Regions from separate parts of the Zea mays genome. Here region 2 is linked to region 1. The links are chromatin contacts, called in public Hi-C maps. All regions are on one chromosome and are shown on one strand. Each heading gives the region's core, a stretch centred on a gene start, on an enhancer-like site or on the middle of the called end of the contact. The rest is flanking DNA. Distances are from core to core; before and after follow the strand shown.

Region 1 (7,898 bases), core at 3,525-6,024:
CTTAGCGTCTGCTATATGCCGCCGTATTCTCTCTCTTGACCTTTTTCTCCTCTTCATCTGCTATCCCACTTTCCATCATCCTGCAAGTAAACAAAACCATCACTTCTTCAAGAAGCAATTTGGAGATGGAAATAGTGCATGTGAGACACGCATATGGAACATACCGCTTCCTTTGATTTTCCTCAAGAGTCCGCTTTGCTTCCATAAGATCTTTAGCCAGACAAACATTTTCAAATTTCAGATTGCAGCTTCAGCAGAAAAAAAAAACTCTACATGATTTGAACTTCTGTTTGGTGTAATTTGTGATGTACAGCAGAAATTTGTGCGTACAAGCTAAGGTCAGGGATCAGCGAGGAGTGAACAGCCCAGGGGAAAACAGAAAGTAAATGAACGACTAAAGCAGCAACTCTATGTCTCCGTTTGGGGCATCCAAAATGCAGACACTGTCAGGTAACACGCCCATTGGACAATGCATGCACAAGACAGAAAATAAAGCATCGGTTCAGAGCTCAGGCGACAGCAGGAGTTAACTGCACATAAAACACAGTGGTGTTAGTGCATGGCCATTTAAGAGATGAAACGTTTGACAAAAACATAACCTCCAGAATCTGGCACCGATAATCATGAAACTAGTATTTTATTGTTGGAGAGTAGTTCAACAATCCAGCCAAAGGAAACACAGGTTAGAACACATCAAAACAGAAGGTTCCTACAAATCAAAGCTCAAACAGCAAAAGGCTAATAAACAGACAGAGCCCCAGATCTGAAATCAGTGCCTCTATTGGTCCATCTTTCACATTCTTGTAATCAGGTGTCAAACTTTTCGCCTGTTGCATATCATATCATCACTGATCCAGTCACAAGGGGTATCTTCTCAAATGTGATAACTTTTGCTACATATAACGATACCCAGATTTAATGTGTAAACACGCTGAGTCTGTGATAAATATTCAATAAGTTTCAACCAAAGCAGCATAAATCAAGCAAATCGCTGATAAATTCATCATCAGTTGGCATCCAGTTTAAAAGGGAAAAGATATTCCTTATAAGTCTTCCAAATTTAAGAGAAAACTATACATGTATCACTGCGCTGCCATTATCCCAGTCTTTGCATTGAAAGAACACCTTAATATATACACTACAGTAACATTACATCAAAGACCTGCAAGACATGATGAAAAATCACCAGCGGCGCTTACTCAGGCGCCACGAGTTGGGTTCATTGTATCTATCATAGAGAGGTTCAATCCTTTCTTGGCGCTTCCGCTTACTGATCTTCGTTGGGTCCACCGACTTGTACGACCTCGGTGCCAACTCTAGTAGCCATCTTGGGTCCACCGCTGTGACATCCCTCATATACTCTTTTGTTGTCATCACAATTTCATGGTAGATCACCCACTGTGGCTGCTGGTGAAAGAGGGCACTGCTCGGGTGGATGTAAACTTGCTGATGATCAGCTAGGGTCCGGTACCCGTCACTGGGGTCCTTCCTTGCAGCATGGAAGAAGAATCCAGCAGTGAGGGCTTTCCCTATCTTGGTGGAATTGTTCCCGGCAGAGATGACATTGAGCTTGAACTTGTCCATAATCTCAAGAAGCTGTTTCCGCACGTCCTGTGCCCTCCTTAGTGAGTTTACCTGAATGAAATTCTCAACACACCATGGTCCTGAAAACCCCTTTGCCTTCCATGCCTCATACACAGTGAGTAGGGTGAGATGATCACCTTCTGGCTGGAAAAAGTTGGATCTTTTCCGATCTGCTTGTGCTTGCTTCTCCCTTGGTCGATAGAATATGTTCCCAGTTTGAATCATTGCAATGATTGTCAGTATTTCATCACTGCATCCAAGGTCTACACTAGCAAGGAGCATCTTAGAAAGAGGTGGTTCTTGTGGAAATTCAGCCATTTTTCTCCCTAGCCTAGTAAGAAGACCCTCTTCATCTAAGGCACCAAGACTGTACAGTTGTTCCATAGCCGATATGAGTGCTTGAGATGCTGGAGGGTCCATGAAGTCAAATGACAAAAGGTCATTTATTCCCATTGCCTTCATATTCAGAACCGTCCACCCCAAGTTGGCCCTCTGGATTTCTGGAATCGTTGTTGGTGGCATTTCATTGCGAAAGGCACTCTCAGTGTACAGGCGGTAACATTTACCTGGACCTGTGCGTCCAGCACGCCCTGCTCTTTGCTTAGCTGACGCCTGAGAGATCGGAGTGATAACCAGTGAATCTAACCCTAGTTTTGGGTTATAGACATTTAGCTTTGCGAAGCCAGGGTCAACAACATAGTAAATCCCATCTATGGTAATAGATGCTTCTGCTATGTTGGTGGCCACGACCACCTTCCTCTTACAAGGAGGAGCCGGTTCGAATATCTTTGACTGAACTTCAGTAGGAAGAGCACTGTACACAGGACAAATTATAAGCTCTGGTATGTCCCCACCGAATGCCTTCATCCTCTCATGGAGACGCTCGCAAGCATGATCAATCTCTTCCTGGCCAGTCAGGAACAATAGGATATCTCCTTCGGGCTCGGTCAGATGGATCTGCAATACCGTGATCAGTGCAGCATCCATGTAGTCACTCTCTGCCTGTTTTGTATGTAGTATCTCAACTGGAAACGTTCTTCCAGGAATCGTGAAGATATTGCAATCAAAAAAATAACCAGAGAACTTCTCCGCATCAAGAGTGGCTGAAGTGACTATTAACTTGAGATCATTTCTCCGCTTAATTAGCTGCTTTAGCAAGCTGAAGAGAATGTCTGTGTAGATGGTTCTCTCATGTGCCTCATCAAGCATGACCACTGAATAAGAAGACAGGTCTCCATCCACCAAAATCTCTCGGAGGAGCATGCCGTCTGTCATGTACTTGATGACGGTTTCAGGCCCTGTGCAGTCATCAAAGCGTATAGAATAACCAACTTCCTCACCCACTCGACAGCCAACCTCCTCTGCTACTCGCTTTGCAATTGACTCTGCAGCAACCCTGCGAGGTTGAGTACATGCAATCTTTCCCCTTGTAGTATACCCTGCCTCAGCAAGGTATTGTGTAACCTGGGTTGTTTTCCCAGAGCCAGTCTCACCGATAACCACCAAAACTTGGTTGTCATTAACAGCACTGATCAGCTCCTTTTTCAGCCTGAATATTGGAAGGCTTTGTCTCTGCTCCTGGATCGAAAGCCTCGACTTCTGCCCATATGTTCCGGCCTTCCCATATGTCATCTTCCATTCCGGCACACTCTGCGCTGATAGTCCTGTGCCCATCAGCTCCTGCATCAGATACCGTCCACTTGAAATGGGATCCTCCCATGACCGGTTAAGGTCCTTGGGGATCGCATCAACCATTCCTCTTTGCTCTTGTGTGCGAATATCACGCCTCTCCTTAGTAAGTGCGGATTGTAGCGCTGCCGCACGGCTCATCGACCCCTCAGGATTCATGGAAATCCTCACTGGAGACATGTCAGATGAGGATCGCCCTTTTCCCCACAAGAAAGGGGGCTCATCCTGATTGAGTTCAATCTCAAGCTCCTCCACTTCTTCCTCCTGATAAAGCATCCCCTCCTCATCCTCATCCAACACCGGGTAGTTCTTGGCATCTAACACCCCCGCCGCGATCAGCTGCTTTACCTCCCACCTCTCCGGCGAGGTCATCCGCCTAGTTGGTCTGCGCGTCGGAGGACCAGCCTTGTCGTCGTCGTCCTCATCGGAAACGAAAATCCCAGAAACCCCCTTCTTCCTCCCGGCGGGTCTGGGGCGATCAGCTGGCGGATTTGCCCTCGGCGCGTCCTCCTCCGCAGGGTGCGGACGCCGCATCGGATGGAGACCCCTCTCGGTATCCTGATCGATGTCTAGCATCGACAGCCCCAGCTTGGCGCCGTCCACCGAGACGACCTTGACGAAAACTTCCTGGCCGAGCGTGACGGTAGCGCCGGCGCGGCCGCGGCCGCGGGCGGGCATCTGGGAGACGTGCACGAGCCCCTCGCGTCCGCCGTCGAGGCGAACGAAGCATCCGGCGTTGGCCACCCGGGTGACCCTCCCCCGGCGCACCTGGTGCAGCCCCGGCTCCTGGTCCTCGTCCTCTCCCGCCGCCTTGTCCACGCGCCCCCGGGCACCAGCGCCACGTGAGGCGGGGGGAGCGGGGGCGCTGTCCGGGATGGCGGTGATGACGGCGTGGAGGGAGCGGACGAGGTAGTCCGGCAGCTCGGCGCCGTGGTCCCTGAGCGCGGCGGCGAAGGCGGCGGCGGAGGCGGAGGCGCGGCCTAGTTCGACGACGAACTCGGCGAGGACGCGGTCCGCGACGCCGAGGTGGGACTCCAGCTCCGAGCAGACCTTGGAGACAAGCGAGAGCTGCGTGAGCCGACGCATCCCCTCGCCCACCGCGCCTGCGCCGGTCGCCGCCGCCATAGCCATGCGCGGCGCACGGGGTTGGGCGCACGGCAGGGTCGGTGCTTGTGCTGCACAGGAACGGGGAAGGACGGGACGGACGGAACGGTGGAAGGAAGGCGGTGCGGTGCTCGGCCTGCAGGTGTCAAAAGGCGGCCCACAGGCCAGAGATATATGTGGTGGATCTGTCCGTGTTGCGCGTCGGCGTCCGAGACGGGCCGCTGCAAAACGATCCAAAACGAAACACCCTCGCTCGTACGCACGCACGTGACTACAACGTGAGAGAGACATAAGAAACAGGGACGAGAGAGGCACAGCCGCACAGGAAGCCGACCAGTCCGCCGGCGATGGACCAGCTGCCTTCCTCGAGTTATCCCCAAATCAAAGGAAAATTATCTCCTCTTTTGGAGACGACTCTATCCCGTTGTCATTATCACGTTTTAGTTCAACAATAAAATAGCCGACAACAAATACATTTTATAAAATAAAACAAAGAGAAGATGAAAATAATCATATACTATATTTTCATATTAAACCTGTTTGGAGACATAAATGTTGCCTGTTATTTTTCTGTGAACTTAGTTAAACTCAAGCATTTCTCTGTGAACTCAATTCTTTTTGGATGGATATGCAGACGGTGAGACGCAAGAAGCAAGAATTGGGTTTGCCGGACAAGGGGAAACAATCCCCAAGGCATCATCATGAATTAACACCCAATGATCAACAAATATTCCGGAGATCACAGAATAGGAGGGACATCAACAATCAGTTGGTTGCCTTCAACTACCAACATCACGGAGTTCTCTACTTATACACCGCATCAGCCTTGATGGATAGGAATCTTGCTCGTCAGTGGAGTTAACTCTGCAGGTCGATGATGCACTTGCACATATCCAAGATCAACAAGTTGTCTAGCTACCACACAAGCTTAAAGATGCCTCAACTGGTACTGGTAGGCAATGACTTCGAAGACTTGTTCTTTCTGTGAGCCAATGCTGATAGTATCTTTTTCCTGGGACCCTGTAAACATGAAACAAATGAAAGAATATCCACAATAATCCATCAATCCTAAGTAGATTGGAATCAAATGATCGCTGGGTAATAATGCAATCAGAGATGGAACCAGAACATAATGGACATTGCTTCCATTTTTCAGCTGTGCAAATAAGGGATGCATATCACAAAGAGAAATCAATATTTTCCATTGACGCGGCAATAGCTGGATGTACTATGAATGTGGGGCTTAGCTGAAACACTGACTGGACATATCTTTAGTGCCTACTTCCTACATTCCAAATTATAGCTCACTTTGGTTTTGTTCTAAGATAAACTTCTCTAACTTTGACCCAAGGCTTTAAAAAAGTGCACCAGTATCTACAACACCAAGGTAGTTTCATTCAATCCTTCATGAAATATGTTATCATAGTGCATTAATTTTGAAATTGTGGGTAATAATATATTTTTCAAAAAAACTTGGCCAAAGTTAAATAAGTTTGACTTAGCCCAAAGCCAAAGTGAACTAATAATTTCAACCGAAGGGAATATGTTTTCTCTTTAGAGCATCTGGTTTAAATTTATGACAACCGCAGAGAAAACGCACAGCGCCAACTAATCAGGTCATTCTAATCCCGTTTGCCAATCAAAGTTACTTCTCGTTAGCCAAACTGGGACTAAAAGTATGGATAAGTGGCGGTCTGATCAAATTCTACCACCTTAAATATATACATATTGCTTCAACCCAGAGGTCTCTTGTTTAAGCAGAGATAAGCATGCTAACCAACTTGGGGAAAGAAAAAGGCAAAGTCCTTGCAGTACCATTGGAATTCCTAAAGACTTCATATCTTCTTCATTCATGTAAACCAATGCTTTCATATCAACCTGAAAGATGAATATCCATTAACAATATTTAAGGTCACCACTCACCAGTCACACCCACAATACAAAATTGCAACATATATCGAACGTGCCTCTTCAGCCTGGAAATTTATCAAATACTTCTCTAGATCAAGAGACTTCAGTAAACTGTCAAGCGAAGCATCAATCTGCACATATCGAAGAAAGGGAACAATTTATTACAGCATTGAATTGAATGTTTATGAAGACCAAATTCCATTCAGGAATTTAGACACAACAGTGCCAGCAAGGGACTAGACAAATGAAACTTTGGAATTCAAACATGCTAAAGAGCTAGAAGATTAATCATGCACTAGATCGAAATTTCCTTAGGAATTCGAACATGCTAAAGGTCTAGAAGATTAACCATGCACTAGATCAAATTTAGAACCAAAGGTTGTACAAACATCAAAGGGACTCCAACATCAAATGGTCATGTAGTCCATTATATTCACAGGACAGCACCACAGCAAATGGAAAATAAGAAAAATGATGGTACAATGTTTCCCATTCCAGAAGAACAAATAGTGGAACCACAATAACCGATCAGGATACAATCTTGTAGGAAAACACAACATAGATCCTCAACCATCTCACCTTGTTCTGGGATTGCTTTGGTAATGCAGATGGTGCTGGTACAGGTGCAGGTGCACTGGGTTTCTTGATGTCAGGAGGGGCAGTAGTTGGAGCGGGGTCTCTCTTTTGAACAGGTTTGTTGCTCTTAATAACCTCTTTTACAGGTTTTGGGACCTGAACAGTACTGCTAAGTTGAGGGCGCTGGCTCGCGACACCAGATAACTTTCCACGAAGATCTGAAACTGGTAATTTCTTCACAACCTTTTGCTGCACTTGGGATTTTTTGTTCGATTCCAGATTTCTGGAAGTAGGTTCAGCTAAAACATACACAGTAGAAGCAACAACCTAATGGTAAATTATCAGAAGGAAAGCAGGAATAAAGGCATGTTCAGAATTATTCGAACAATGGCCCTTACATGAAGTCTGAGTTCCTCTAGAATCCTTATAAAGCTCACGTCTCCATGTCCCATCATCCTGGCAAAACCTGAAAAATCCCGGCAGAGATGATATATATAAACAATAACAATAAGATTATTCTCCTTCTTAATAACATGAGATATCTGACTTAAACGATCACATCAGCATTCGTAATTCTCGGAAAGTAAAACGCAACAGTCAGTCAAAGCATTGCATGGTTAAGGCTGCAATAAGAAGTTACAGTCGGTGTACAAGAGCCTGTTTGGACCATGCATGTACATACTGTTCCGGTACCAGCCAGAATGGCTGGAATGCTACGTAACAGTGAAGAGACTGACACGGCCAAAGCAGTATCCTGTACCGGCCAGAACTCTGGCCATTTTCCCGATTGTTCCAGCTGTTCTGGGTGGAATCTTCCGGTTCTTGGTTTAACCTGGCAGTCTGCCACAACATCTCTTGTAATGTGTAGTGACTCCTGAAAGCCATCCTCTACTCTTGCAACAAACTCACCCTAGGATAGGGTTGGGTGATGATATATTAATAGACTTGGGATAGTTGGGCCAGGCCCATTACAAGGGGGCGAGAGGGGAATTACAAAGGGGAAGCCCCAAACCCTAATAGGTATTCTAACACCC
Region 2 (7,898 bases), core at 3,025-5,524, 210 kb before region 1:
GGATGACCCGGTGCTCCTCACGAGAGCCGTCAACAGGGCGTTCCGCTTCGTCCGCCTCGCCGAGTTCGAGATCTTCTTCGTCCTCTTCTTCCTCATCGCCTTCTTTCTCTTCAAGGACCTCGTAAGCACCCCACACCAGCCCCGCGTTTCTCTCCCCTGAGCGGCTGAGCTTTTCGGCTTCGTTGGGATTGGGACAGGATCGAGTACGCATGACGCGTTTGCTCAGTTTTGTAACATGTGGCCTCGATTGGTTGAAGGATCCATCGGGAGAGATTAGAATTTCCCCTAGTTAGAGTAATAATTGGCTACAATGGTGGTGTTTTCATCAACGTTAGATCTTCAAACTATGTCAAGCTAGTATAATGGCATACTGCCCGTGCTAATGCTAAGAGCCTATGACAACATTCGTGTGTATGCAATTTAGAACCGAAATAGAAGCAAACCAAAACAACAAAATTGAACTGCCGAAAAAGGAAATATAACTGTTTCAGGTAAGAAAAAAACATTATCCATGCAAATGATGGCGGCAAAACAATCTTGACAATATAAAAACATGATCTGACTCCAGTGATGATTTTTTTAATTGATATCATTATAAAAAAGTAATCAATTGGTATGCATAAAAAATCAATATACCAACAAGGAAAGAGTTTTGTCCAGCATAAATGAATGACTCAGTAAAGTACTAAAGTGTGTAGCTCAAATTAACAGAAGTAAGTTCATAACATGATACAGTTACATGTTTGTTGGTTTCTCCTATAACAGCCCCTTCAAGACTTCTTCCTCCAAAGCTCAATACCTTTAGTTCTAATTTATGGCAAACAAAAAGGAAATTATATTTTGAGCTACTACCAGTCAGCCACTGCCCATATATCACTTGCCCGGTTGACCCTGAAATCTGCAGTCCAACAAAAACAAATAATAAGAAGTATGACAATTGAAAAATGATTATTTGGTGTACATTCGTTGTTTAAATAACTCGCTAATTGCAAAATTTATCCATATAACTTGCTAATTAGGACTTCTTGAGGCCATTGTATTAGGACTTGCTGGACATGTTGTGCGATAGTATTAGGTAGTGCCAGGCCTGCAGTGGCTTTGCGAAGAAATTCAGAAGTTGTTTGTGTCTATATCACCATGTAGCTTTGCATAAAAAACAAGCTTTTAATGTATTACAAAACTGTAAAAAAAGAACTTACCTCAGCACATGCTGGCCACAGGGCAGGATCAGGGTGCGTGACACGATGGTGCTGGGTGGGGAGAGGAGTTGGAGTTGTGTGTTGGGGACATGAGAAGTCGGACGTGGGAGATGGTAGGGGCTGAGGAGGAGGATACAGAGGACCGTGTCCGTTAGATTTGAGTGAGTAATGAGAGAGGACTCAGAGCTGTTTGTTTCAGTTTATAGATTATATATAATGTAGATTATAATTTGTACAGATTATAATCTGTAGATAGTTGTTTGGTTGCGTAGATTATAATCTGTAGGAGAGAAGAACGCTGCACGGTGGGAGAAGGAGACGCTTGTACGTGCGATTTGAAGATAACTGTACGTCCGATTTGGGAAAGGTGAATGACAGACTTTGTAATTTTGTGAACATATAGTGGGTCTTCTACCAAAAATAATCCCAAATAAGCTCCTCTTGACGAGATTATGAAATTATCATAATCTGGGCTTTAGATTATATAATCTGGACCTATAATCTAGGTGTTTGTTTACCTGCCAGATTATTTACGTCAGATTATATAATTTGGGTAGATTATAATCCGAAACAAACAGGGCCTCAGAAGGCATCTAGATGGTTCATTTGTATGCTGTGTTTTTTGGGTACATTTTTTGGTGTGAGTAGAGAGGAGGCTGTATCAGAGGGGAAGGTTTTTCTGGGTAGATGTCACAATGGAAACATCGGTGGTGCTTTATCAGCAGGGTAGATATATTATACAATTGGAAATTCGTGACTGAAAATGTTTGCACCCCTATTATGTAGAGACTTGGTGTAATGACACGTGGGTCCACCTGCGTTCATGAATTGTTTGTGTTTTGGCAGAAACCACTAGTTTTATGCATTGATGTGATGCGGCCATCCACATAATTTGATTCAAAGACCTAGCTATTACCTTGAAGTGATTATTGAGAAACCAGCCTACATCATAGAACCTATAGTAGCTTACTGAAAGCCTGTGGCGGAGCACCCGCTATGGTCAACTATGGCTAGAGCCATACCTAAAAATCATGTTTGGTGTAGTGGTAAGTTCATACTGCTTGCGATTAACAGGTTCTAGGTTCAAGTCCTACTACGTGGTTCTACGTGTTGCATCATGTTTTTCTCTTTTTTTGTCCTTTTTCAGTCATGCCTCATTATTATTTTGTCCTCTGCCACTGCTGAAAGCAAATATTCTCCTCCACACAAATCAGGAAATTTCAGTGTTATTGAATGTCCGGTAGGTGGTAGGATCCATTTCTTCAGAACAGGTAGAATGTAGTATTTTTGTCCACGGTAGGACTTCCTGGCATATGAGTTATGTTCTTTTAGTACAAGACAGCACTTGGAATGTAGATATAATCGTCATGTTTATTTTCATGGTTTGGTCACCCAGATTATTCGGTTTTGAGGCCTAGCTATTGGCCTATTACATTGGCATGGCTCAGTAGGAAATCGTGTTCTTATGTGATTTTGTTACCTCAATACGGAGGAATGCAGTATGATTTTGCAGGTTGTTTTATCTGGTATTTTGGGATTCATGCCTTACACCTATTGTTGGATGAATTTTGCTGCAGATGTCACAGCCTCAATACAATCAGCTATTTGTCAAGAAGCCTGATCTAGATAACCCCTGGCCTTAGGGAGTACAGAACTACATATGTGTATAAGTTGTAGCCTACTAGCCTGGTCTTTTCTTTGAGTTGTGTTGCAAGTACTCTTTGAAGCCCTGTTATCAGGAGCATGTTTTATGATTAGTTAGAGGATTCTCTTCGGTGACGATGAATATATTTAGCTAGTCATTTTAATATTGGTATGTGTGATACTGAGGCTAATGCCGGCAGTTATCGTTCACGCTGTTTATGTGTTGTGAAGTCCAATGAGCTCGGCGAGATGATCATATGATATAAGTGCAGTTCTAAGTGGCATCCAGTGTTTGTAATAGTTGACAGATAATGCTTGCTGGAAGACAAGGTCACTGCGGTATGACTTCAGAGGTTATTTCCAGATTACAGATTTTTGTGCTTTTTCATGACAGACTCTGTAGTTGAAAAATCACGTGAATGTGATTCCTTCGGGCACGGTAAGAACTGGAGCTGTTTTGCCGTGTCTTTGTAACTTTGTTTGCAGAGTATTCTTAGGGGTATTTGTTTGGGATTATATTCTGCTCAGATTATATAATCCAACAAATTTTGAACGAATGTTCGTTCAAAATTTGTTGGATTATATAATCTAGACAAATTATAATCCCAAACAAACATCTCTTTATTTAGCCAAGTCAATTGCAAGGATAAAGAGGTGTATTATAGTGTGTTGTACCTTTGTATGACAGCCTCTTTGGTTGAGTTATATCTACATGTGATTCCTTCGGACACGGTAGGAGCTGGTTCGCCGTGTCCTTTTATCAGTCAAGTCAGTTGCTGGGACAAAGGATGCTGTGCGGGAAATCAAAATGCCGTTTTTTTGGCACGGGATCGACGGATCAGCATAGTTTGGGGGATCCATTTCGCACTCCAAGCAGGAGCAAAGACGTGCCCAAATACCCAAGTCTTTTCTCGTTGACGTTGCGGTAGCTTGGGACTTGGGAGCGACCATCGCCGGACCCGGATTCGTCGCTGGTGCTCACGTGCGTCAACGTCGCTACGTGATATCTGACCTAACGGAGACGTCAGAGTGGTGCAGAAATAAAGGAGAAAGAATCCGTAGAGTAGCAAGTTCGGCAGGGGTTGGCGTACCCCAACTCAATTCAAGTGCTCGACGAGGCACCGGAATTCTACGCTTTTTCTTCGTCAAGGGCTCTCGTGTTCCTAAATCCTAAACCGAGGCTGAAATTTTTACCTACAAGAAGAGAGAGAAGTGGAGGCTGAGTGCAATCGCCAATCGGCGCGTCGGGCCGTCGGTTTGCAGGCTGGACAACGAACGGCACGGGATCCGGGAAGGAAACGCGGAACGGGCAGGGGCCACGCGCTGATCAGCCGCAGGTCCACCTTGGGTTTGGGTTGGGCTGGACCCCTCTTTTCCGTTCCTTTTTAACTCCTCGGCCATCCCGAGCGCACGCGGGTCGCCCGGCTGGCTGCCCCCGCTGCTCTCCTCTCCTCCGAGATCCCGGCACCGTCCTGTCCCGCCGCGCCGACAGCTCCCCGCCCAGACTGCTGCACGCGCGGATCTAGCGTCGCCTTCCGCTCCGCTGCGATGCATATACGCGCCGTCGCCGCCGCCGCCGCACTTGTCCTCCTCCTCGCCCTCTCCGTCCCCGCCCCCGTCTCCGCCGCCGACCAGGTGAGAGCGTTTCCAACCGCGTCCCACGTGCTTCGCCCGTTTCCCTGGAGTCCAGCAAGGCTCGGCTCCGGCGGTCTCACGCTCCGGCTCTCTGCGTTTCTGCTGTCAGGATGCTAATGGCGCTGCCGGGAATGGCACTGGCGTCGGCGCCGACCGCCTGGACCGCCGCACCAAGGTGAGCACGCTGCGTGCCTCGGCTCTGACTTGACTGTATGAGAGAGGACTAGGTTGCTCTGTCACTGAACGCGCCTCCCGTGTGCTCTGCTTCCCAGATGTTCCTCCACCACACGGTGCGCGGGGCCGCGGCCGGGGCGCACGACACGGGGCTGGGGCTCCTCGACGCCTTCTTCGCCAGCCTGTCCATGATCGTCGTCAGCGAGGTGTGGCTACCGGCCTTCCGGGCCACCCGCAGTTCGTGTGTTTGCTTCTGCCGCGCGTATATACGCGCCCTCCAAGCCTTGGTAAATCATAACCTATCTCTGAATGTCTGTGTGTCATCTCCGGGGTGAAGATTGGCGATGAGACGTTCATCATCGCGGCGCTGATGGCGATGCGGCACCCCAAGTCGACGGTGCTCTCGGGCGCACTGTCGGCGCTTGTAGTTATGACGGTAGGTTACATGCTCCACTGAAGCTTTTGGCAGCTCTGTTTGGGGGAAGAAAAACGAAGCTGCTAGTACTTGCTAGTATGACTGATCCTTCTGTGCCTCCGTGGTGTTGCATTCTTAGGTGCTGTCTACTGGACTAGGCAGGATTGTTCCGAATTTGATATCGAGGAAGCACACTAACAGCGCGGCGACAGGTATGGCTTATCTGAATGTCACCTTATTGTGTACTATTGATAAAGGTGATCCAATGTTTAGAGATCCTAGTGGTTGGGGATCAAATCAGGGTAACAGATGGATGGCCCCAATTGAAGCACTGATAAACATATTAACCACTAACACCGATGACTACTTGACCTTCAAGTAGCTGAAGTGGTACACTAGATGTGACATATCTGCATCTAATCAGATCAGAGTTTAGGTGCTACACTTTTTATTCTAGTCCCATAATATAAGGGCGACTCCAATGGCTAGCTATTTCACTGGCTAGATTCACTCTCTTTCTTATGTGGATAGAAAAATGCAGGGAAAACAAGAATAGCTAGCGACGAGCAAATAGATAGGAGATTTCACGTATTCTAAGAAACTGAGTGTATTACGTGTGGGGCCATGTACTAGTGGTAAGATAAATTACTATTTTTATTCTTATCTCAGCTCCACATCAGCTAGCTATTTGAGACAGCTATTGCAGACGCCCTAAGGCGTGCTCTCTATATATATGCATACATCGATGTAGTAGTATAGAGAGAATTAAATACATTTGTTAGTCTTTGAATTAGAGGTGATTATGCCTTATATAGTGGGACGGAGGGAGTAGATATGTATGCTTCAAAGTCAATGCTTGTATATAATTGTAGTGGGTGCAATCATTTGCTAGATTGTTCCATTACCCAAGGACAGTAATAAAAAGGGCAGATCTATTGTCGGAGGCTCCCACATGAATGGAATATGAGGAAAGGGTAAACCGATGCAAGCCTTCCTGTCACAAATGCGGAGAGGCTGCTTCGTCCAATGACAGTAATCATAAGAAAAATCCAAATTTTAGTAACTTGGGCCAAGAAAGGACATTTGCTGCTTGTTTGTGCAACTAATGGCCTTCCAAGGTCTTATCGATGTATATGTACCATTTGGACATGAATATTCTGAAACTTGTGATTCTTAAGATATTGTAACAATCTTGATGTCATATCAGTTCTATAGCATTTACGAGTAGCAGCGCAATCTGATATCTTCTCTTTTGTTGTTTTGTGCTTCAGTCCTCTATGCATTTTTTGGGCTACGGCTCCTGTACATCGCTTGGAGGTCAGATTCCAAGGCATCACAGAAGAAGGAAATAGAAGAGGTATGTGGATTTTTCTTACATCAAATTGTTCACATTTTTCCATGCTAAGCATCAGACCGGTTACAATGTTCGTAGGATATGCCTGTGCTTGAAATATGATATTTAGCTGCTTGTGTCCAGAGTTATTACAGCACCTCATTGTTCAGACTTCAGGCTGCCCATTGGTTGTCAGTAGACTGTTATTTGTCATGTTCCTTTTTCAGACTACGCATCTTTTGTTCCTTGACATATACAGGTAGAGGAAAAGCTGGAAGCAGGCCAAGGGAAGTCAACATTTCGACGTGTTTTCTCGAGATTCTGCACTCCTATTTTCCTGGAGGTAGGTCCCCCCTTGCCTTTCTCCTCATCTACACTTTTTTTTTCTCTCTGAAACCTGCATTTACAGGCTTCTGACTTTGTGATGGATTGTGAGATCTTGTGCTATCATTTGCCTTCTTTCCGAGGATGTAGAATCCTTTCTGACACTGCATGTTTCTGTTAACACTAGCTTCCTGTATGATGCTGCAGCAGTGCCAAGTGTATCCCTCGCTTTCTGTATGACGTATTTGACTTTCGATTTCCAGTCATTTGTGTTGACCTTCTTGGCGGAGTGGGGCGACCGAAGTCAGATAGCTACAATAGCGGTACGGTTCAATTCTCCCTCTTCAAACTGGATTTTCCAGCTCTCTTTCTTGCTCATCCAACCTCCATAACCGAACTCGAAGCATGGTCGTCCTCAATGCAGCTGGCGACCCACAAGAACGCGGTCGGAGTCGCTACGGGAGCGACCTTGGGGCACACCATCTGCACGTCGATCGCGGTGGTGGGCGGCAGCATGCTGGCCTCCAAGATATCTCAGGGCACGGTCGCCACCGTCGGAGGCCTCCTCTTCCTTGGGTTCTCTCTTTCGTCGTATTTCTACCCGCCATTGTAGTACCACCCTGTCATGCGAGCCCCCTATTTGTTTCTTGGCCAGCTTCCTCATTGATCCAGTGACCCTTGTCCTGCGGCATTTTTTTTCCTGTACTAGTAAAGCATACATGGATATGTGTAGTAGGTAGGGATATATACGATCATTGCCAATGTATACCATACAAGTCATGTCATGGATTCAAAAACAGACGGAAGAGCTTTTTGTCACGAATTCAAAAACAGACGGAAGAGCCTTTGTCACGAATTCAAAAATGTAACCTGTATATACACATCGTGTTTATACCATTTCGTTTCCTGCGTGCAGCGCGTATGCACCAACGCCGATGGCAAGCTGCAAGCCAGGTAGTACTAGTAGTTGAACCACCACCGCCACCGGCCGATGATTTTTCCGACGTACGGGTGGCTGTGTGGCTTTCTCCGGCACATGGTGGGGAACATGCCAAGCAAGTGTCTGCACTCCCTGAGCAGCACGTCCCCGATCAGCGTCTTCTCCTGCCGCTGCTGGTGGGAGGCCGGAGACGGAGCCAGGGACGGAACTAGTGCCGGAGCCGGAACGGGAACC

Evidence for each region. A called contact is a pair of places that touch in the nucleus more often than the background predicts.
Region 2: a Hi-C map of leaf shows a contact between it and region 1, with 8 times the contacts expected there. The contact joins the promoter of LOC100273360 here to the promoter of LOC103642764 in region 1. A contact is called at or near these places in 5 of 25 Hi-C or Micro-C datasets (bundle sheath, ear, endosperm and 2 more).

What each region holds. Positions count from the first base shown.
Region 1 is chr1:197,374,751-197,382,648 of Zm-B73-REFERENCE-NAM-5.0, reverse strand. It overlaps LOC103642764, which reads right to left and starts at 4,774. Exons shown (of 1, transcript NM_001368297.1): 1 at 1,022-4,774. The coding sequence starts at 4,668. The coding sequence ends at 1,183. It overlaps LOC100194223, which reads right to left. Exons shown (of 6, transcript NM_001139264.1): 2 at 7,263-7,330; 3 at 6,868-7,163; 4 at 6,345-6,419; 5 at 6,193-6,255; 6 at 5,041-5,397. The coding sequence ends at 5,317.
Region 2 is chr1:197,588,289-197,596,186 of Zm-B73-REFERENCE-NAM-5.0, reverse strand. It overlaps LOC100273360 (GDT1-like protein 3), which reads left to right and starts at 4,274. Exons shown (of 9, transcript NM_001147799.1): 1 at 4,274-4,478; 2 at 4,588-4,653; 3 at 4,751-4,858; 4 at 4,990-5,088; 5 at 5,207-5,279; 6 at 6,339-6,424; 7 at 6,660-6,743; 8 at 6,988-7,047; 9 at 7,149-7,578. The coding sequence starts at 4,392. The coding sequence ends at 7,337. It overlaps LOC103642804, which reads right to left. Exons shown (of 2, transcript XM_008665983.4): 2 at 7,319-7,898. The coding sequence ends at 7,685. It overlaps LOC100277175, which reads left to right. Exons shown (of 3, transcript NM_001346288.1): 1 at 1-121; 2 at 1,472-1,566; 3 at 2,777-3,007. The coding sequence ends at 2,825.